3 separate regions of the Mus musculus genome follow, and all the other regions are linked to region 3. The links are chromatin contacts, called in public HiChIP or PLAC-seq and promoter capture Hi-C maps. All regions are on one chromosome and are shown on one strand. Each heading gives the region's core, a stretch centred on a gene start, on an enhancer-like site or on the middle of the called end of the contact. The rest is flanking DNA. Distances are from core to core; before and after follow the strand shown. Region 1 has its middle 22 kb from the start of Gm30968. Region 2 holds the start of Adgrg5 (adhesion G protein-coupled receptor G5). Region 3 holds the start of Kifc3 (kinesin family member C3).

Region 1 (3,968 bases), core at 1,102-3,601, 190 kb before region 3:
GCCTTCTTAAGATCCCGCTGAAAGGCATTTTCTTAATTAGTGATTGATGGAGGAGAGCCCAGCCCATTGTGGCTGGAGACATTCCTGGGCTGGTGGTCCTGGGTTCTACAGGAAAGCAAGCTGAGCAAGTCAGGGAAAGCAAGTCAGTAAGTGGCACCCCTCCGTGGCCTCTGCATCAATTCCTGCCTCCAGCATCCTGCTCTGTTTGAGTTCCTGTCCTGCTCCTTTCAGTTGTAAACAGTGATGTGGAAGTGGAAGGTAAATGGACCCTTTCCTTCCAAACTTGCATTTTAGTCATGGTGTTTCATCACTGCAGTAGAAACCCTGATTAAAACAGGATCCCAGGAGAGAGAGGTAAACAAGTGTTGTGTATGGTGTTCTTTCTCTCCAGGGCAAATAATGACCTTACCCTAAGATGCATATATGTTCATCTATCTATCTATCTATCTATCTATCTATCTATCTATCTATCTATCTATCTATCTATCTATCTATCTATCTCTGTGTGTATGTATGTATATATGCATATATATGTATGTATATATATGTGTGTGTATGTGTGTGTGTGTGTGTGTGTGTGTGTGTGTGTGTGTGTATTCATGCTGATTTGCTCCCTTCATCCTATCCTCTTCAAGACCCTTTCAGAGAACTTCAGGAGCCCACTGACCAGCCAGAACGGTCTCCACCCAGAGCAAGCCTTAGTACCTGTCTCTTGCTCTAGAGCGGTTTCCCCTTGGAGAACTTCATGGTGAGTTTCTACCCAAAGGAGGAGATGTGTCAGGCACAGGGTTAGCACTCAGTGGAAAGTCCCTTTTCACCCAGTCCCTGATGAGGTCGCCAGTGAGGTGGTTGACTGCTGGGTTTAGGTTTGTCCCCGACAGAACCTAACTCAGCCCAGACTTATTGTGTCCTCAAGTCCTCTTTGTCACCACACAACTCTGACATCTCCATGGTAGGGTGCTGAGCCACACCCCTGCAAGAGGCTCAGCTAAGGCCTGCCTATGGAAGTGTGGGTGACTTGGGACAAAGCAGGTTAGTTGTGCAGAGTTGCCACCACTACAGATACTTCTTCTCTGGGTTTGCTACAGTCAAACACAGGACAGGAAATGGATATAAACTCAGATGTATCTCCTGTGAGGCTGTGCAGCTGGCTGAGACAGATGCAAAAACAGAATTCACTGTGATAAGTGATGGAGGGAGGGGGGCGCTTGGGAGCCAGGTCAGGGAAGAGAGCAATGACTAGGTCATTTCTGGCATTTTAATGCTGAGGCAGTGACAAGCAGTCACAACAGCCAACGTAAAACCAAAGGGTGAGGAGCAGAATCCACGTTACCCTCTCACTCAGGCTCACACTAAAGCCCTGTGGTGCCACAACCCTCCTGTAAGCATCCCGGAGCTACTGAACTCTGGACACCAAGAACACCAGCCCAAGCTGTGCCTTGTGGGGTCCAGTGAGGACTGACGAAGTGGGAATGGCATCTTGGAACTCGGCCACAGTCATTGTAGTCGCAGACTCTGACAGAGGGGCACGTGGCCACACAAGCTGCATGGCAGTTACAGCATCCTCACAGACCTGCCATGCAAGGGACTGTAACAGGAATCCCAGCTACCTGGGACCAGAGCCAAATAATACCACAAATGACCACACAAAGGCAGAAGGTAAGAACGGACTCTGACCTCCACTTGCATCCGGTGGCTTCTATGACCACCCCATGCCCACACACATCATCCCTACAACACACACATTAATAGAAAAAACAATTAAAGTAACGGCAAAGTACAAATCCCCAACATCGCCCACAGGGAGAAAAACGGCTTCTGTGAATGCTTCAGCTGGGTGCCTTCTGCACAGCCAAGACCAGGCAGTCTATGGGGAAGCACAGACACACAACCGAATCTCTCGAAACATGCAAAAGGAGGTTTGAATAAGAGTAGCAGCCTGAACTTCCTCAGTCTGGAAACTGCTTGCTCCCAGAAGAGCCGTTTCTATCAGGGTGAAGGTCAACACCTCTCTGGTGTGACGCCCACTCCTGTCACAGGGCTCCTTATAGCTGGAATGGAAGGGCTCAGTCGACAGGACAGGGAGAAGGGAAATACAAGGGCAGGAACCCTAAGTGGCCCACAGTTTCCTCCTCTTTTGTAGGAATGAAACTTGGAGTATGAGCAAATATTTAAACAGTGAGGGGGAGAGCACTAGCGATTAGTGATGAATCATTTAGAAAGGGACTCTCTAGGGGTCGGAGAAATGGCTCTGTGGTTAAAGGCACTTGCTTCTCTCCCAGAAGATAGGAGCTTAGTTTTAGTTCCTCATAGCCACATTGGGCCGCTCCAGGTGCTCTGGCACCCTCTTCTGGCTTCTGTGGGATCCTGCGTTCATGTGGCACATGCGTTGCTCATACAGACGTATAGGCACATATATTTTAAATTAAAAGTCTTTTAAAAACCCAAAGAAATAAGAAATAAAAATGGATCTGTGTGGATGTTTAAAAAGGCACACCTTTAGTGGTCCTTTGTAAGTCCTTTGCATGACTTGATGTCCTTGGGTGGAAGTGACTGTTGCATTGAGAGCTCTCTACTCAGGCAGCCTCTGACCTTGGCTTGCCTTTCATATCATGCTATCACCAAGCAGTCCTAGTGTCCCATGACCACTGTTCTTAAAAGATGTCATCAGGGGTCCTCACTGTCTGGGCTGCAGTGGAAGGTTGTTTATGGTCCCCCTGTCCCAGCACAGACTGCTTGAACTTGAACTTGAACTTGCTGTGTAGCTGAAGCAGGCTTTAAACTCATCCTCCTGCTTCCACCTCCCAAATGTAAGGATTACCCTTTATTTATTTGTTTTCATTTATTTATTTATTTATTTATTTATTTATTTATTTATTTATTTATTTTTGTTTGTTTGTTTTAAGACAGGATCTCAGTAGGTAGCCTTGACTGTCCTGGAACTCACTATGTAGCCTGGGCTAGCCTTGAACTCACAGAGATCTGCCTCTGTCTCCCGAGTGCTGGAACTTGTGAGAGAATATGCAGGGTACATATATTGTTTAACAAAAATAATCAGCAAACCACATGTCAGCACCACCCTTGTGAAGAAAGAGGTGCCACCCTGGCAGACTCTGTCCTCTTTCCACAATGCCCCTGCATCAGAGCGGAGCATTGTTTCAGTCTTTAGAAAAGTCCCCCTGGTTTTATATCAACTTTGCCACCTGTGTCTACATTCCTAAACCATGAAGTATGGCTTTGCCTGCTTGAGAAGCCTCCCTCCCTCCTCCCCTCCCTCCCTCCCTCCTTCCCTCTCTCCCTCCCTCCCTCCATGCCCATCTCCCTACTGTACTGGGGCTTTGTGCATACTAGGAAATGCTACCATTTGGCTATAACCACAGTCCTATTTAGAAAGTTTCTTCTTTTGAAGTCCTCTTTTCCCAGGTGTGTCAAGTTGAAACCAACATTAGCCAACACACACACACACACACACACACACACACACACACACACACTAGAAAACCTGCCCAGTGCTTTGCATGTGGGTTCTTTTGGGGTTTTTTTATGTACTCAGAATATCTTGATGAGGGATGAAGCTGATTTTATCTTCTCGGGTTTTTTTCTCTTTCTTTCTTTCTTTCTTTCTTTCTTTCTTTCTTTCTTTCTTTCTTTCTTTCTTCCTTCCTTCCTTTCTTTCTTTCTTTCTTTCTTTCTTTCTTTCTTTCTTTCTTTCTCTCTCTCTTCCTTCCTTTCTTTCTTTCTTTCTTTCTTTCTTTCTTTCTTTCTTTCTTTCTTTCTTTCTTATCAGTCCTTTATTGTTTTGTTTTCCAGCACTATGTGTGTATGTGTGCATGTGTGTATGTATGTATGTGTGTATGAATGTATGTATGTATGTATGTATGTATGTTTATGTATGTGTGTGTATATGCATGTGTGTATGTATGTATGTGTATATGCATGTGTATGTGTGTGTATATATGTATATGTAT
Region 2 (4,435 bases), core at 1,099-3,598, 220 kb before region 3:
ATCTGGAAGACTTTCTGACCTATGTACGACATCACTGAATCTCGAGGGTGTGCATTGTGGGAATCAGCCGGTCAGAAGGACACACACTATATGATCCTGGGTATAAGTGCTCACTACAGTAGCTGCATTGATAGAGACAAGTGGGAAGAGTGGTTGCCAGGCCTTTGGGTCTAATGAGAGAGATGTTATGTTTGGGAAAATCAAAGAGGCTTGGTGATAGACAATAAGTGATAGTTACACAACAGTGTGTGTATCTCATGTTGCTGGACTCAATACTTATAAATGGATAAAATAGTAAATTTTGTGATATATGCATATGTTACCACAATTAAAAAATTTTTAAGTTTCTTGTTGTTTTTGTTCTTGTTTTTTTTGAAACAAGATCTCACTACGCAGCTGAGGCTAGCCTTGAGCTGAAGGGTCTCCAGTGGAGTCCTGAATGCTCTGTTTGCAGGACTGTGCCTGCACACCATACTCAGCTCAGGTAACTTGTTTTTAATAAGAACAAAGAATGGGTAGGGGTGGAGGGGTGGGGTGGGGTCGGGGGAGTGGGGTGGGAAGAAGAGGAACAAAAGTCTGGGTCGGAAAGAGGCTAAAGCCTGCCAGGCACAGAGGTAGTTCCAGCTATACCAGAAGGATTGCTGGAGCCCAGAACGCCTGGCCTGTGGTGTGTTGTTCTGTCTGAATAACCCCCATCAAGTGCAGTATCAGTATGACAACTGCCAGATTGCTTTAGGAAGGGGAACTGGCCCAGATCGGCAACACAGAGGGTGTGAACTGAGAGGCTCAAGATGTTTTGTCTCCTCTAATTGGAGGCTTCAGATTGCCATCAAGACTGGGGAAGCTTTGGAGAGTAGATGACTCCCTCTTGGTATTAGTCCCCTGTTCTAATGTCTAGTCATGCTTATAGTCCTTCACAGATCCCCTACACACAAACACAAGTGGGGAGACCTTTGTCAAGGGATGGGAATATCTTCTCCTCCAAGGGACCGAGGAAGCTACTGATCTGGCTTCTGAGCATAAGACTGTCCAAAGTGAAGTGTGTTCTTCGGTGTTGTATGCAGGGGTGACCGGCATCCTAAGCTGAGGCAGGAACAGTGAGGTAGGAAACACAGAGGTTGTGGGGACTTGGGGATCAGAGCTCTCTACCTAGGCCTTCTGTGCAGCTGCTCACCACGGAGCATAAAGGAGTTGGTGGTTCAGTCCCCAAGGCATCCCGGACAACCGCCTCCCCCACCCTCCCTAGGAAAGGCCAGGAGGTGAACGTCTGGTTATAGTAAACTAAAGCATGGGTGTGTGGGAGCTAAGGCGGTGGTTCAGCCAGCAGATGCTTTCGAGGCGTGCACAAGGCCCTGGGGTTGAGGCCAAACACCACTAAAGACAATAGCCAGGAAAAAAAAAAAACAACGTGCAAAAAGGGCAAATGCTTATCTAAGTCACCCAGTGGGAGTCTGGCCAAGGAGTTGAGACACAATTGTACAGGGGCCCTGCAAAACCTTTGATGGCATCTGGGGTGGGGCCCCCTTTCCCTCTGAGCCCCTTACACCCACTGTGAGCTATGAGGAACTGACTGTGAAGAAGCTGGCTTGAGCGGTGGAGGGCAGGAAGACTGTGCTGGGACCCGTGCTTTCTTCCTTTCCCTGCGTCTCTGTGCCCCTCAGCCCCACTACCGCAGGAGCAGAAGAGGTTCTTGAGTTATGATTTTCTGCAGGGAATTTGGATAGGCTCCCCATCTCTGAATCACTTCCGTGGTCTCTTTAGGACTCTGTAGAGAGCATAGCTGGTATTATAGGCTACGCTCGTGGGACTTCTGACTGAAGGCGAGGCTAGTCTGCTTTCTCTCCCTGCTATTCTGGCCATACTTCCTGAGATCTGCCCTGGACCACCTGGAACTGCGTCCTTGTCCTCTCTAGGCTATCAGTTCAGCATCTATGACACTTGCAGGTCTGATTGCTGTTATACATGAGGAAATATATATATATTAAAAATATAAATTTTCCCTTTCTATAAATGGGGAAACTGAGACTTAGGAAGGAGCTATAGCTTGCCCAAGGGTGCAGAGCTGGACCGTCCTGAACCCTCCACAACACCATGCTGTCTGTCTCTCCTGGCACTTCTGGGGAGGCTGAGCCCAGTCTCCCCCCCTCCACCCGCCCCCCCCCCCCCCCAGAGTGTGACCAAGGGGACCTTGATCTAGCCGACAGCTCAGAGGAAACAGAGAGTGCTACCACAAAAGAAGTGAGGCAGGAGCATAGGGTGAAGGGAGGCCAGAAAAGCCCGGGAGTAAGTAGGCCGAGGTGAACAGAAAAGCCACAGCTTTCAACTCCTCTCAACTTCCTTTTCTCCCTGCAGAAGCTAGAGGACCATCTCGAGACAGCAGTGAGGACGTGACTGCCGCTGACTGCTTTACAGGTTAGTCCCCTGGACCCCTCCACCCTCCCACCCATTGGTCCCCATCCACAGACCCCAGGTGCACAGATCTCATGCCATCCCAGGAGTGACAAGCTAGGGACCCACCTCCTTCCAACTCCAGAGAAGCCTCTACTTTCAGAAGTGAAGTTAAGCCATGATTATATCTGGGGGGTGGGGGGGGGTAGCTTTCCCGAATCCCGATTTCTCATATAGAAAACGAGGTGAGTCGTGTAGCACAAGGCTTGAGTGACAGCGGGTAGACTGTAAGATGCTCTGCGCCCGGCAAATAGGAACTGAGGAAGTTCCTGTGCAGCCTGGGAGACACAGGGTCTCAGAGAAAGGACCTCCAGACAAGCGGGGCCAGACTCCTTGGTGGTTTACAGTGGCCCCCGTTGCCCACTTCTAAAAGAGCTGACAGCAGCATCTTTCTGGGCTGTGACTTGATGCTGATCGACTTGGCCCATTCCTCATCCCAGCCAGGGGCACCTAGAGAAAGCCAGAGGCAGAGCCCAGCCAGTGGTGAGCAGGGATGGCTGTTTGAGGAGCCATGTATAAGCAGGAGGATTGTCCTGGGCAGGACCTGGCGTGGCTGAGGTACGAGATCTGTGCTGGGTGGAAAGCAGAGGCTCCTACGCCCCATGCACTGAAGATGTATTCCTGCCCAAGGCCTACAGTTAGAGGACTAGACCTAGGGCAGGGGCTGATTCCCACAGGAAAGAGTCCTAGAAATGGTTGAGTTCCTCTCCCTGGGAAATGGGTCTCTCTGGCCTAGTTTTGCACACGAGGAAATTGGAAGGTCACTGAGGCCAGTTTCTTAAGCCAGTGCTTTGCAGTCTGGGCACTGAATAGTGGAGCTGGTTATTAAACCCATAGCTTTCTAAGGTCCTTTTCTTGTTCACGTATATCTTAATCTCCCAATTTTAACTGACCTAAAATACTTGCTCACTTGCCTACCACCACTTGGCTTTTCAGGCACCTTTGGGGAGTTGCTGCTGGTGCTGGCTTGGAATTTGAAAGCCCAGGTTTGGGTCCCAGCTTGGCTACGGGGCTGCTGTTGAGCCCCAAGGAAACGCTTGGCTTTTGTGGTATTATGTCGTCTTGCCGTCTTCCAGAATCACCTGGAAAGTCAGGAAAGGGGGTTTCAAGTGATGAACTGCACAGATAGAAACCTGACGGCTGAGGGTTGACAGGTTGATGATGCCTGGGTCCTGATCGGCAGAGACAGGGTGGGTACCGGGAGGTTACAAGCAAAAGCAAAGGTTTGCCCGTGAGAATGAAGTGGCAGCCACAGCTTCTGTCTGGGGTGTTGGGGTGGGGATGGGGTGAGCTTCAGCTCTGGTCTTTTGATTTTCAGTTATATATGGGGTCAGGCTGCCTCTCTGTGTGCCTCTGCTTGGGAGCAGCAGGGCTAAGGTCTGGAAACCAGGCTTTAGGGCCCTGATCCTGGAGATCAAATTCTTCTACCCATTGGGGTTTCAGTTTCTCCACTAAGAGTTCCATCAGCTGAGGTTTTCTGTGTCACCTGGTCCTCTACTGTCATAACCCAGGCTGTCTCAATAGAAACAGTTCATGTTGTCCCTTTGAAGGCTTCCTTGGTCCCCCCAAACTTTGCCCCACATCCATTCTCTGAGACCCCAGGAAGTTAAGTGGATGATGCTCTAGTACCCTAATTCTATCCCTACCTTAAGACTGGCTTATAGGTTAACACACAGGATTAAGGAAAGTGATGGGCTAGGGATACAGTTCAGTGTGTAGAGTGCTTTGCTTAGCAAGCACAGTACCCTAGGTTTGATCCCCAGGGTGACATAAAATGAGGCGTAGAGGTGTGCACCTGTAGTCTCAGAGCATGGGGAGTGAAGGCATAAAGATACTAAGTCTGGGACCCGCCTCAGTTACATGGTGAGCTTGAGGCTAGCTCAGGTTAGGCCTCGGGACCCTGCCTCAAAACCCAACCCAAACCAAACCAAAAGACTAAATATGATGCTTCTACATCACACATAAAAGATCATGTGATGTTAAAAAA
Region 3 (3,867 bases), core at 680-3,179:
AGGGGGTGAAGCTGGGAGGACCATCCTCTGTGGGTGCTCGTACCAAGCTGAGACCATGACGGGCAGAGGATTCTAGGAGAGATCAGCTCAGTCAAGGAGGTGGGGGAGCATATTTCTGTGCTATCAGGAAGGGAAGTTGGAGCGGCAGCCTGGAGAAAGAGGAAGGGTGTGTGCTAGGTCCCCAAGAGGAAAAGGCAGCTGAATTTAGCAGCTGGAAACCCGGGTGTGAGGTCAGGAGTATCAAGGAATCTCAAACAAGCCCAGGGTTCTAGGCCAAGAGACAAGTGCATCATCTCCTTACACAGGTGTTAGGTCTGGGGTCCTGGGACCTCTAGTGACCTGGAAATCATGCAGTAGAGCTATGGGCTAGGTCAGACCTTGGCTCCGCCACCTAGAAGAATTAATTACCTGCTCTTTGCCTTATCATCTTCATGTATCAAGTGGTGAAAACTGTACTTCTCAGGGCTGACATCAGAAAATACACATATGAAGTATGGACACAGGCAAAGGGCCCAAGATGCTGCTATCTCTTGGTAAACTGTCCCATTGGTGGGTGAATGCGGAAGCTGTTTGGGGGAGGGGCATGTGCTTCTCTGGGTTTAGCTAAGGATGGTAGATCTGCCTTCCTCCTGTCTTAAACCAGAGACAGGGCAAAGACTCACTCTCTCTCTCTCTCTCTCTCTCTCTCTCTCTCTCTGTGTGTGTGTGTGTGTGTGTGTGTGTGTGTGTGTGTGTAGACCTCATAGTCACCTATACACCACTGCAGGGGATAGCTTAGTTCTCCTGGGTGAGCATTTGGGGGAGGGGGCATGGCTAGACTGGGTTAGGGTATCCCTGGCACACACATGTTCTGGTGCATCCAGATTTCAAATTTTCTGCTCTCTGGTACCCATACAGACAGCAGAACTTACCATCCCCAAACCCTGAAGTCCAACCACTCCAATACACAAAACCATTCTGGGACTGCATTCCTAGCAAATGACTCTCTCTAGCCAAGGAGACTGCCCCTTTATGAAGGGCATGGGGAATAAGTCCTACCAGACTAGGAAGGGCATTTACCCAGTCTGGGGCAGAAGGACACTAAGGAAGGTGAAGCTAGGGGTAGTCCCAAGGCCCAAGCTTGAGAAATGCATTAAAGTGTGTGTGTATGTTTTGGAAGGGTGACAAATACTACTTAAGAATTTAAATCCAGCTTCCTCTTTAAAATGTCTCAGGACCCGGCCTTTCACTGTGTCAGCCAGAGTTCTCCTGTTACTTGCAGTGGAAAGGCTGAGGGGACAGACAGCTTCTGGGCTCCCCTCCCTGCAGGGATTCCTCAGCCGCAGCTGTCAATGACTTGATCCCTCTCAGCTTGAGAGGGTATTTCTGAGGCCCTCCCTCCTAACCTAGGGGCTGCCGCACCCCACCTCGGGCCTTGCCCGGGGGATGGGGGAGAACTACTCGGGGGACACAGAGGGAGGGCCCAAACAGTAGCCTTCCTGGAAGCGACCCTTGCAGGGGGAGGGGGTTCACTGGTTGACCCGCAGCTCCCAGGTAGGCACTGCACATTCCCCCTCCAAGGAGTCGGTCTTGGTGGCGCTACCCCAGAGGCTGTGCCACCCTCACGCCCAGGTCTCTGCAAGATCCTCCGGTTGGACCAATACAGTGGGAGCCCCGCGCTCAGCCGGGTCTCTTGGGGCCTGATCGCAACACCCACCGGGTCGGGGAAAGAGGGGGTCCTCAGGCAGGGCGGGCGCGGCGCCCAGCAGGAGCGCCGGGAGGAGCCCGTCCCATTCCACCCCCAGCCTGCCGGGACCCGACTCACCGGCCTAGCGGAGACAGGATCCCAGCGCCGCCACCGCAGCGCCCCGGGCTCGGCCCGCTCCGGCCGGCTCCGGCCCGCCCGCCCGCGCGAGGCAGCTCCACGCCGCCGCCGCTGCCTCCTTGGCCCGCCCCGTGCCCGCCCCTCCCGCACTTTCCACAGGAAATGATTAACTCAGGCCGCGGCGCGTTCCCATGGTAACGGGCTCGGGAGGGGGGCACGCGCACTCTCGCGCACGCGCCCACCCCAGGCGCATGCCTCCCCTCTTATCCTACCCATCCACCCGACACAGGCTGGTACACCCTTGTGCGCACACCCACTGGTGCACGAGCCCAGGCGCACCTTGCCTGCCCCTTCCGAGCTGGCTCACACCCTCCACTGCACACCGCGTACCTGCACACTCGCCCTCACCCATTACTCCTACCCAGGAGTTAACGTTAACACTCACCCTCAAAACGGTTTGTACTCCACCCCAAACCCAGGTGCAGAAGTTTCACGCACGCCAGCTAGGATCCACACACAACTGGCACACACACACACACAGACTCACATCTTAATACATTTCCTCACACAAGCTCTTGCACGCGAGATCGAGCACACGCATACCACACGTTCACCTGCTCTGTTACACAGGCGTGCACCCTCTCTCTGTGCCCAGCCTGGCATCCTGCCTTGCCAGCTGCACCCCTGCACCCCCAACCAATAAATATTTTCTTGAGCAGCAGGCTTGGGGTTTGTTAAGGTAACGCATTCCCTTAAGCTCCGGCAAAACAGCTCCACCGTCTGTCTTTAAAAGCTCCTTCCTGGGGCGTCTAGGAGCCACTGAAGAGGCCTGGGGGAGAGAAGGCTCAGGCAGCCAAGAGAGACTGCTGACCCAAAGGAGCCACTCTGTTCTTTGTCTCCCAAACAGAGAGGCATTTATTCCAGCCCCAGTATGCCCACTCCGGAGTGCGGAAGGAGAATGTGCCACAGGAGCCTGTCCCGCAGAGGCTGATGGTCCCCAGATAACCTGAGGAGGGTGAGGGTCTACCCCTTCAGGCTTGCCAGAAATGGCCTAGGAGAGACCTAGGGAGGGCCTTGCTGCCTCCTCTGGGCCTGCTTCCCGCTTCCGCTGCTGAGCCACGTGTCAAGAATCTGGAGCAAAAACAGAGACAAGGACTTAGGCCCCACAGGGTGCCTGGTGCCAGGCCAGGCCTGGCCAGTAGGCCCCCAGCTGGAAGCAAGCACTGTCTCATCTATTGAAGGCTCTATTCGAGGGGAAGGGGTGTGTCCTGCATTTAAGTTTGCATATAAAAGGAGAAACCTTGTCTTCCTTAAGGATTGGGACACTGACATAAACTTCAGTTTCCTTCTAGCAAAGCCAAAGTCAGGTTTTGTTTTGTTTTGTTTTAACTAATAAAAACATTTATTGTTCTCTTTTCTCCAATTAGAAAAGTAATGGATGTTCCTTGTGACTGTGATCCCACCCACTGGGTGTAAGTGCTGCCAACACTTCATTTAGGACAGCCCTTTTCCCTTGTGCACATAATAGACACCATTTATTCCTGGTGAGTATAGTGTCTGGCACTGTGCTCTGTAACAGCAAGGTCCCGTTCCACACTGATCCGCCCAGGAGATGGGCACCTCCTATGTCCATGTGTTCAAGAGAGGAGAGGCAAACTCAGAATGGGTCAGAGCTGAGGCTCCAAGTCCTATAGGGATGCACACATGTGCACTGTGCACAGGGGCCACTGTATGAATGTAGGAAGCACCAATGAAGGAAAAATGAAGGGCGGGCTGAAACCATAGGAGGAAGCACTTTAAAACTCCCAGCAAGGCTCTAGCTCCAACTGAAAAAACTAATCGTTCAATGATTATTAAGAATTTAAGAGTTCACATTCCGCTGGCCCTGGTGGCACAGGGCCTGTCATTCTAGCCACTGGGGAGGCCAAGGGGAGGATTTCAGTTCAAAGTCTGCTGGTTAGAGTGTCACCAGGAACTGCATACCAACTCCACTTCTCTGGCAGTTTCAATGGAGGCTGCCAACTCTCTCCTAACCATGGGAAAAGTGAAAGATTTCCCAGAAT

The links. HiChIP or PLAC-seq counts read pairs in DNA pulled down with a chosen protein or histone mark. Capture Hi-C pulls out chosen DNA fragments and counts their contacts.
Region 1: a contact with region 3 is called in an HNF4G HiChIP or PLAC-seq map of pancreatic cancer cells. The contact joins the enhancer-like site here to the promoter of Kifc3 in region 3. A contact is called at or near these places in 1 of 39 promoter capture datasets (hippocampal neurons), 1 of 15 datasets of contacts at CTCF or cohesin (large pre-B cells), 1 of 484 Hi-C or Micro-C datasets (cerebellum), 4 of 115 datasets of contacts at active chromatin or transcription factors (acute myeloid leukemia, embryonic stem cells, pancreatic cancer cells and 1 more) and 3 of 9 other capture datasets (adipose tissue, embryonic stem cells and pancreatic islet).
Region 2: a promoter capture Hi-C map of adipose tissue shows a contact between it and region 3. The contact joins the promoter of Adgrg5 here to the promoter of Kifc3 in region 3. A contact is called at or near these places in 8 of 39 promoter capture datasets (the 3T3-L1 cell line, the C10 cell line, hematopoietic stem and progenitor cells and 3 more), 2 of 484 Hi-C or Micro-C datasets (B cells and nephron progenitors), 8 of 115 datasets of contacts at active chromatin or transcription factors (effector CD8 T cells, embryonic basal ganglia, embryonic stem cells and 3 more) and 3 of 9 other capture datasets (adipose tissue, liver and macrophages).

The regions. Positions count from the first base shown.
Region 1 is chr8:94,952,995-94,956,962 of GRCm38.p6, forward strand. No RefSeq gene overlaps it. Among named protein-coding and RNA genes, the nearest start is that of Gm30968, 22 kb to the right of the region's middle. Within about 2 kb of position 2,352, at least 98 of the 459 cell types and tissues checked have an H3K27ac peak or open chromatin away from gene starts, as enhancers often do. A contact at or near this core is called in acute myeloid leukemia, adipose tissue, pancreatic cancer cells and 1 more, where this site is marked.
Region 2 is chr8:94,921,346-94,925,780 of GRCm38.p6, forward strand. It overlaps Adgrg5 (adhesion G protein-coupled receptor G5), which reads left to right and starts at 2,349. Exons shown (of 12, transcript NM_001145972.1): 1 at 2,349-2,412.
Region 3 is chr8:95,140,628-95,144,494 of GRCm38.p6, forward strand. It overlaps Kifc3 (kinesin family member C3), which reads right to left and starts at 1,930. Exons shown (of 22, transcript NM_001372314.1): 1 at 1,805-1,930. The region is part of intron 1 of Gm31036 (a long non-coding RNA gene); the gene reads left to right.